Linked DNA regions of Drosophila melanogaster: region 1 is linked to region 2. The links are chromatin contacts, called in public Hi-C maps. All regions are on one chromosome and are shown on one strand. The core of a region is the stretch at or near the end of the contact, and the rest is flanking DNA. Distances in the headings are between cores, read along the strand shown. Region 1 holds the start of CG3335. Region 2 holds the start of GAPcenA (GTPase activating protein and centrosome-associated).

Evidence for each region. Hi-C and Micro-C count contacts between places; a contact is called where the count stands out from the background.
Region 1: a contact with region 2 is called in a Hi-C map of the Kc167 cell line, with 2.7 times the contacts expected there. A contact is called at or near these places in 4 of 107 Hi-C or Micro-C datasets (the D17-c3 cell line, the Kc167 cell line and the S2 cell line).

Annotation. Positions count from the first base shown.
Region 1 is chr3L:9,622,769-9,626,840 of dm6, forward strand. CG3335 reads left to right here and starts at 1,469. Exons shown (of 4, transcript NM_140080.2): 1 at 1,469-1,604; 2 at 1,657-3,914; 3 at 3,973-4,072. The coding sequence starts at 1,569. LanB2 (Laminin B2) reads left to right here. Exons shown (of 10, transcript NM_079282.2): 9 at 49-349; 10 at 411-1,212. The coding sequence ends at 622.
Region 2 is chr3L:8,343,586-8,347,856 of dm6, forward strand. GAPcenA (GTPase activating protein and centrosome-associated) reads left to right here and starts at 2,976. Exons shown (of 9, transcript NM_001104079.4): 1 at 2,976-3,891; 2 at 4,190-4,271. The coding sequence starts at 3,585. It overlaps CG7182, which reads right to left and starts at 2,797. Exons shown (of 1, transcript NM_001300050.1): 1 at 836-2,797. The coding sequence starts at 2,484. The coding sequence ends at 943. It overlaps Prim1 (DNA primase subunit 1), which reads left to right. Exons shown (of 3, transcript NM_079248.4): 3 at 1-819. The coding sequence ends at 762.

The DNA.
Region 1 (4,072 bases), core at 219-2,718, 1.3 Mb after region 2:
TCAGGGACATCTTATTATCCTTACTAAATTCGTAAAATTTCTTGACAGGATGCTGAGCTGATCCGCCGCAAAGCCAATGAGACCAAGGTGGCTGCCCGCAATCTGCGCGAAGAGGCCGACCAACTGAATCATCGCGTGAAACTCACCGAAATGGACATCTTCAAGCTGGAGGAGAGCTCGACCAAGGACGACAATCTGGTGGACGACGCCAAGCGAAAGGTGGGTCAGGCCAAGGCCGATACCCAGGAGGCCCAGAAGCAGATCGAGAAGGCCAATGCCGACCTGACGGCCATCAAGGATGAGCTGGAGAATCTGAAGGACATCAACACGGGCGATTTGGATAGATTGGGTAAGAAACAGAAACCTCTCTAATCTGAATTTACTTATGAGTAATCTAATTAATCTCGCAGAGAATCGTTTGGCCACTGTGGAGGGTGAGATCAATCGCGTCAACCTGACGGGACGCATCGAAAAGTACCGGGAACAGCGCACCATTCAGAAGAATCTGATCGACAAGTACGATGCCGAGCTGAGGGAGCTCAAGGATGAAGTCCAGAATATTGGACTTATTTCCAAGGCTCTCCCCGATAGCTGCTTCAGTCGCAATCGCCTGGAACCCTAGAGCTCTGCGAACAACCCCACTTCCCATAACAACTACTTCAATTTTAACTAAGAACGAAGATCTGAGACGAGACGAACAAATCAGATTTATGATAGAACGTAGACGTTGAATGAAATTATGTAATTTTAGTGCCTTAGCCGAAATATTCTGTTTAGTGACCCAGCCCAAGGATCCAAGGATCCACAAAGGAGACCAACTGAGCAACGTTAAGCTTTAACGCATCATCGTTCGCCTACTGTATGCCATATACTATAATGATACAACGGATACAAGAGGATGGATGATGGCCACATCGAGAATCAACTGCCAACTGTGCTTCACCAGTTTCAAGCCAGCAACGGACTGTATTATATGTTAAAAATGAGACACTAAACGAAACACACAAGACCTTGTACTCCCACAATCCGACAATCCAATCGCATATCTATATCTCTACCGTAGCTCCACCTGAAGTCTATTCTAAACACTTATATATTAACATATTTGTCATCTACGTTTAATGTGCCAATACAATTACCATGTATCTTTGTGTATAAGTCGCTTAAAGAGTTTCCTTTCAAAATATAACTTTTCCAACGTTGTAAGTTTGTAAAAATCCACCCTTTAAACTTGAACTGGGGAAATATAAGGATGCTCAAGCGAAGTGACGTTTTGAAGTCGAGGTTATTTTACTTTTTCATTCAGCTTTGATTTGCCATCACCCATTATAATCGAAACACAACTTAAAAAATATATAAATTTGAATATCTACATGTAAAATGTAACGTAAAGTAGAGTCGATGAAACGATAGACTTTTCGATAGTATACAAATTTCGACTTTCGATACTACTGATGCTACTATCGCTCGTTTTGCATATCTAATGCACGTGTTGTTTCAATTTGTTTGTAAACAAAAGTTTTCTTAAATGAGTTTTTAGCTGCAGACCGACAAATTAGCCACAAAAGATGTCACGAATTATAGTCAAACAGCTGCCCAAGCATGTGAGTATGTAGACTTGTTAAAAAAAAGCATCTACTTAAACTGAAATTGTAGATCACCGAAGACAAACTGCGTCAGATTTTTGGTGCCCAGGGCACGATTACGGATCTGCAACTAAAATACACGCCCGATGGAAAGTTTCGGCAATTTTGCTTCGTGGGTTACAGCACCGAGGAGGAGGCCCAATCGGCCATCCGGCACTTTGACAACACATGCATTCAGACCAGCCGGGTGCGCGTCGAATCCTGTGCTGCCTTGGGCAGCGAAGATAAGCCACAATCTTGGAGCAAGTACGCCAAGGACAGCAAGAAGAACCTAGACAAATTGAAGGAGAAGGAAAGGGAGGCGGCTGCCAAGGCTAAGGAGTCTGAGAAAAAGAAGAAGAAAGATAAAGTTGACAAGGTGGACCAAATTTTGAGCAGACACAAAGACGATCCGGAATTCCAAGAGTTTCTAGAGGCGCATGACAAGTCGCGAACGCTGTGGGGAAACGATTTGGGTATAAATAAAAATCGGGAGAACGAAGAAGAGGATGATGAGGAACAGGAAGAATCTCGAGCTGCCAGAGATGACAGTGGAGTGGATGCAGATGCAGGAGATGAGGATGGCTCAGGCGATGAGGCAGATGAGGAAGAAGACACCGATAAACTGGCCGAAAAGCCCATCAGCGATCTTGAGTATATGAAATCCCTGATGGCAACCACATCCGGCGAAGCTACTGCAAAGAAACCCAAAGCCAAGGCGGATAAATCAAATTTGGAGCTGTTCACCATTAAAATACACAATGTACCATACAACACCAAGCGCCAGGAGGTGCTAAAGTTTTTCAAGCCCCTGAAACCGTACTCCGTTCGGCTGCCCAGCAAAGTTCACGGCTTCTGCTACGTGGGTTTTAAAACTGAGAAAGACATGGCCAAGGGAATGCTTAAAAACAAGAGTTTCATCAAGGGCAAGCAAGTATTCTTCTCCGACTTTACAGAGAAGAACAAGGTGACCAAAGCGAGCAAGAGTGGACAACCATTGGCACCAGCCGCCGTCGATGCGGGCAATGCGAAGTGGAAGCATCAGCAGGACAGTTTATCCAAAGAAGATGACATCTCCGAGTCCGGGAGGATATTCTTTCGTAATCTAGCATACACTACTACCGAAGAGGATCTGCGCAAGCTTTTCGAGCAGTTCGGTCCCGTGGTGGAGGTTAACTTGCCCCTCGACAAGCTAACGCGAAAAATCAAGGGCTTTGGTACAGTTACGTACATGATGCCGGAGCACGCATTAAAGGCTTTTAATACCCTCGATGGCACTGATTTCCATGGCCGTCTCTTGCACCTTCTGCCCAGCAAGGACATCGAAAAGAATCCGAAAGAGGATTTGGATGAAAACGATGCCAGTCTGTCATTCAAAGAAAAGAAGGCCTTGAAACTCAAGAAGAACGCCCAAAAACCAATTGGCTGGAACACATTGTTTCTGGGTGCCAATGCTGTTGCAGAAATTCTCGCCAAGCAATTCAAGACCTCAAAGGAACGCATCCTGGACACAAGCGATGGTGGCAGTAGTGCCGCCGTGCGCTTGGCTTTGGGAGAAACCCAAGTCGTCATCGAGATGAAGCGCTTCCTGGAGGAAGAAGGCGTTCGTCTTGATGCATTTGATGAGCCCGCAAAGAAACGTTCTAACACTGTTATACTAGCCAAGAATTTGCCAGCGGCCACAGAGATTTCAGAGATTACCCCCATCTTTAGTCGATTTGGCCCAATTGGCAGGATTGTGCTTCCTCCCAGTGGGGTTACGGCACTTATCGAGTACTGTGATCCTTTGGAGGCGAGGCAAGCTTTCAAGAAGTTGGCCTACAGTAAATTCAAGAATGCCCCACTCTATTTGGAGTGGGCTCCCGAGCAGGTCTTTACCAAGACCCTTAGTGGAGAGCCAGTGATTCCCAAATCGGAACCGAAACCAAAGGAGGAGGTAAAGCCAGAGGAGAAACCGATTGTAAATGATGCGAAACCTGACGAGGAGGATTCTAGGGCAGAGGATGCCGATGATGAACCCGAACCGAATACAACACTATTTCTACGGAACCTTAACTTTAAAACCGTACAGGAAACCGTTGAGAAACACTTCCGCCATTTGGGTAGCATTCACACTGTTGAAATTGCTAAGCGAAGGGATCCCGAGAATCCCCGGGAATTCAAGTCCCTTGGCTACGGCTTCATTCAGTTCAAGAAGTCCTCAGTGGCAGAGCACGCTCTCAAGAACTTGCAGCTCACCCACATAGATGGTAATCCCGTGGAACTGAAGCGCAGCGATCGTGTGCTCAAGTAAGCCTCGGAAAACCGAACTTTACTTTTTCTTTGCTAATGGGATAATCTTTTCCAGAACCCAAGATAATGATGGCGCACAACGTCGACTGGCCTCACAGAAGAAGCAAACGGGAACCAAAATCCTGGTGCGAAATATTCCCTTCCAGGCACAATAC
Region 2 (4,271 bases), core at 1,726-4,225:
TGGGTTTGCGACTACCAAGCCCGTCACTTGGACGGACGTGGTCGCTATGCTGTGGCGGAATACCTTAACATTATTACCTATGCCAGTTTCGCGGGCGGCAATTCACCCAGATGTTCAATGGGAGACCGACCGCATCATAGCCTAAAGAGAGCCTTAAAGATAGTGGAGCCCATGTTCGAGGAGATTGTACTAGAGGATCAGAATCTTTTTGGAACTCCCAAGGGAGTTACCAAACTTCTTAACATGGTCCACGATGACGCTGCGCGTGGCGAACTAGAATCTTATATGCAAAAGAATTTGGAGGATGGAGCACACTCGCGACTCGTTTGGGAGAGCTTCATTAAGTACGCCAACTCTATGAGAACATCCACGACAAGTGCCTGGAGTCGCAAGCTGAAGAACATTGTAGCCGAAATCCAGCTTGGACTGCTCTATCCTCGTTTGGACATCAATGTCACTAGGGGATTCAATCATTTGCTAAAGGCACCGTTTTGCATTCATCCAGCCACTGGAAAAGTGTGCGTTCCGTTTAGTGTGAGTGCTGTGGCCAAGTTTGATCCCACCACAGTGCCGACGATCACCCAGTTGCTTCACGAGATCAACGCTTTCGATGATAAGAGCAAGAGCTACATGGAGGCGCCGGAGGATAAGAGCCGCATCAAGGATCACAAGAAGACTAGCATGTTCAAGGGTGTCGTGGTTTTCGAGGAGTTCCTGCGAAAACTGGAGCGCAGCCAGAAATCTGCCAGCTTGCAGTTTTGATTCTAATTTTACAAACTAACATAAGAAAATAAAAGGTTAATGAATATTTCAGTATGCATACACTTTCTCGTTTGCCGCTTGCGTATTTATCTTTATTAAGTTTTTGTATTGTAATCATTAGGCTAGCAACAATAAATAGTCTAGGCGACATCGCACCGGTTCCGGTTCACAATCCGGCTCTCACATGCAGCGCAGTCGCACCAGCGGCACCACGTTGCCGTCCTTATCGTCCACATCTACCTCAACCTCTAGCTGGTAAAGCCCATCCTCCGGTATCGTGCTGTCGGGCAGACGGGCCAGGATCTCGCTCTCCCCGGTGCGCAGCTTAAACGAAGCAGCTGCTTTGCTTACGTCGTCACCCTTTCCCTCCTCTGATTGGGGCAGTGATATCCGTATTTTGGCAGGCAGAACGCTCCCCCTGCCCAGGACCAATTTGGCGTTGGATTCGTCATTACCGTGCCAAATGAAGAGGTCATCCTCAGCCACCACGCAATCCTCCTCCTTGTGAAGCTGCTGTTCGAGGGGGTCAATCAGGCACACAGCTTGGCGCGCGCAGCCGATGGCCACAACCTCGTCCGCCGAATGGCTGTTGTGGAGCTTGGCATCCGGGAAGCGGGCTCCCACTGCCGCCTGAAGCTTGGGGATTTGCATTGTGGCGCCTAGTAGAACGATGTCATCTATTTTACTCAACCCGGGATGCTCCTTTTGCGCCTGCTCCACACACTCGCCTAGCTGCTGGATGAGGTTATTGATCACTGGCTGTATGAGGCTCTCGAAGCGAGCACGCGACATCTGGGCATTGTAATCAACGCCGTCCATCAGGGAGTCGATATAAAGTTGCGTGGAAGGCATCGTGGTCAGGATGTGTTTGCAATTGGCGGCGGCAGTGCGTATTTTGGCCACTGAGCGGCGAGACTCATGCGGATCTAGCTTGTACTTGCGACGGAACTCCTCGCAAATAAACTGCACCAAGGCCTCGGTGAATTGCCGGCCACCGATGGGGAAGGGTCCGAAAGTGGCCAGCTGAACGAACAGGCCATTTTGGACGGAGTAGAATGCGATGTCGCTATATAAGCCACCGCATTTGATTGTCAGCACATGGCGGCGCTGTTCCGTCTGCTCCTCGCCGATGCTATAGCCTAGAACGGCGGCCGTGGGTTCGGTTATAATCTGGGCCACATGGAAGCCAGCGGTTTGAGCGGCATCTGCTAGCAGTTTGTAGGCCGAGGCGGGATAGTAGCTGGGTATGGATAGCACGGCAATGGGCGCCTGCTCCCCGTCCGTGTGATATTGATGGGCCAGCTCCAGCTCAGCGCGCAGCAGCTCCACCGTCACCTGATAGGCGCTGAGGTCCTTGGTCACAACTCTATCGTCTTGGTCCTCCCTGTCGGAGGGTACAGTGTGCTCCATCCGGAACACCAGCTCCTCCTTGTCAAAGTCGCAGGGTATTTCACGCAGCGCACTGGACAGTTTCTCCTCCGTGAGCTCTTCCTTGGGCTGAAGCAACTGAAAGCTGTGCGCCACCGCCTGGCGCGGACGGTTGGCCATCTTCTGCTTGGCCGTGAGGCCACATTCGATCTCCGAGGCTCCGTCCCAGAGAAGGCACGCTTGGGACACTCGGTCGCCCTGTTTGTTGGCGATCACCTCCGCCTTGCCATCCGCGCGCACATGGGCGATGCAAAGCGTGCTGTTGCCAATCTTAATGCCAAATCGCGGCCACATCTTTTGGGAGTCGGAATCGGAGTCAGAAGTACCCGGACTTAAGGAATTATCTTAACAAAATGCAACGAATAAACGCGCACGTTTTTTTCCAGCACGCGCGGTAGTGTTGTGTAGCAGAGTATTTGGCAACACTGGCGGGGTATTATGTCACGGCGATGACACTTTTTCGATATGTACTATATGTTTAATATGTTCTCAATATTTTCCATACATCACATACCTTTATAGATTTGGTTCTTTGAATTACAATTTAAAAATTTATTTATATTTATTTAAATTTATTCAAGACAAGTCATTTCAGTCAAAGACAACTTTGTAATGCTATTGGATTATTTAGATTGCCATATAAGCATATGGCAATATGCATAGAAAAGAAAATAACTAGTCGATTAAGTCGATAGGTACACTTATTAACACTTTCAAAAGAAGTATTGAATAACGTTAAAGCAGCTGTTTCCTTTCGATAGGAATCGACCTACTGCAGGTCATCACTAGCAAAAAAATATGTAAACAAAACAGACGGAAAATTGCAAGAAAATTGCTAAAAACCCGATAAAAACACAACAATAAAGGGTCAAAACAATGTACTACAGTTCTGCGGAGTGTAGGCTATAATATAAAAACCAAAGTGTAAGCTCAAAGCAGCTGCACGCACTAAAATAACAAAAAAATCCATAGGAATCCAAGCGCAGAGGCTACAGAGACAAACTGTTGACCCCGCCGACCCCACCGTCCACCACCCCCTTGAAGGCCCAACCCCTCCAGTTCCCACGCGAATTGGGCACTGTGTGACATACATGCGCGTGTGTGTACGCCCCCAAAACGCCAAGCAAACCGTACCGATTCGTCATCGATTTACGGCGGAACCAAGCCAAACAATGCGACTCCGCTGAAAATTGGACAAATTGAAAACGAAATCTATTAAAAGCGAGTGCGAGTACGAGTGCGTGGCCTTGGAACAGAAATTGATTTGTTTACCTGCCCTGAAAATGCGCAATTCGTAGGGCTTAAGAATAAAGAAAGTCCGAATATATCACACACACAACAAAGAGTAACCCATTTGGGAGTGCCTGGAACTGAGGCAACCTTGAGTGTTCGGAATGGATGATAATCTGAGCACCAAGTCCTCGGAATCCTCGATAACAACCAGCGGGGAGTACGAAATAGTTACCGACAGCAATGTGGCCAGTCCCATGGAGCAGGTGAAGCAGGTTGTCAACCAGGAGGGAACTCAGCCTGAAGTGGGTGGCAAACCGCCCACTTCGCTGAGTGCTCTGGCTCTGTCCTCCCCCGAGGCTGGGGGAGATCGCTCGCCCACTCTGGACATGGCCCACAATCGCAACCTAAGCGACATGCAGCACGAGATGACGGACGCCCTCAAAGATCTGGAGTTGGAACGCGGCGTAGGTGAGTAAAGAAACACAACTGAGAGGGTGAATTGGGTTGCCCTGGGTAGCCTAAAGTAAACTCAGTCGTTGCCCAACGCCAGCTGTGCACACAACGTCGCGGTCGCTCCACTATTGGAAACATCAAACGATTGCTAAGCCTAACCAGCTGCAATCTTATCGGCGCAGAGCCGTAGTGCTACGCTGTCATGGAAACAACGACAAACAAACCGAATAATAATACTTTCCTTAAACAAAATTCCGCATAATTCGGCATTTGTTATTGCTCGTCGCGTAATTGACAATTAACATATTTGCAGCTGCCAGTGGGGAGAAGTCAGCGCAACGTCTCCCGAGTCATCAGCAAAAGTCCCTGACCCTACCGCTCACGGGCTCCGGCGG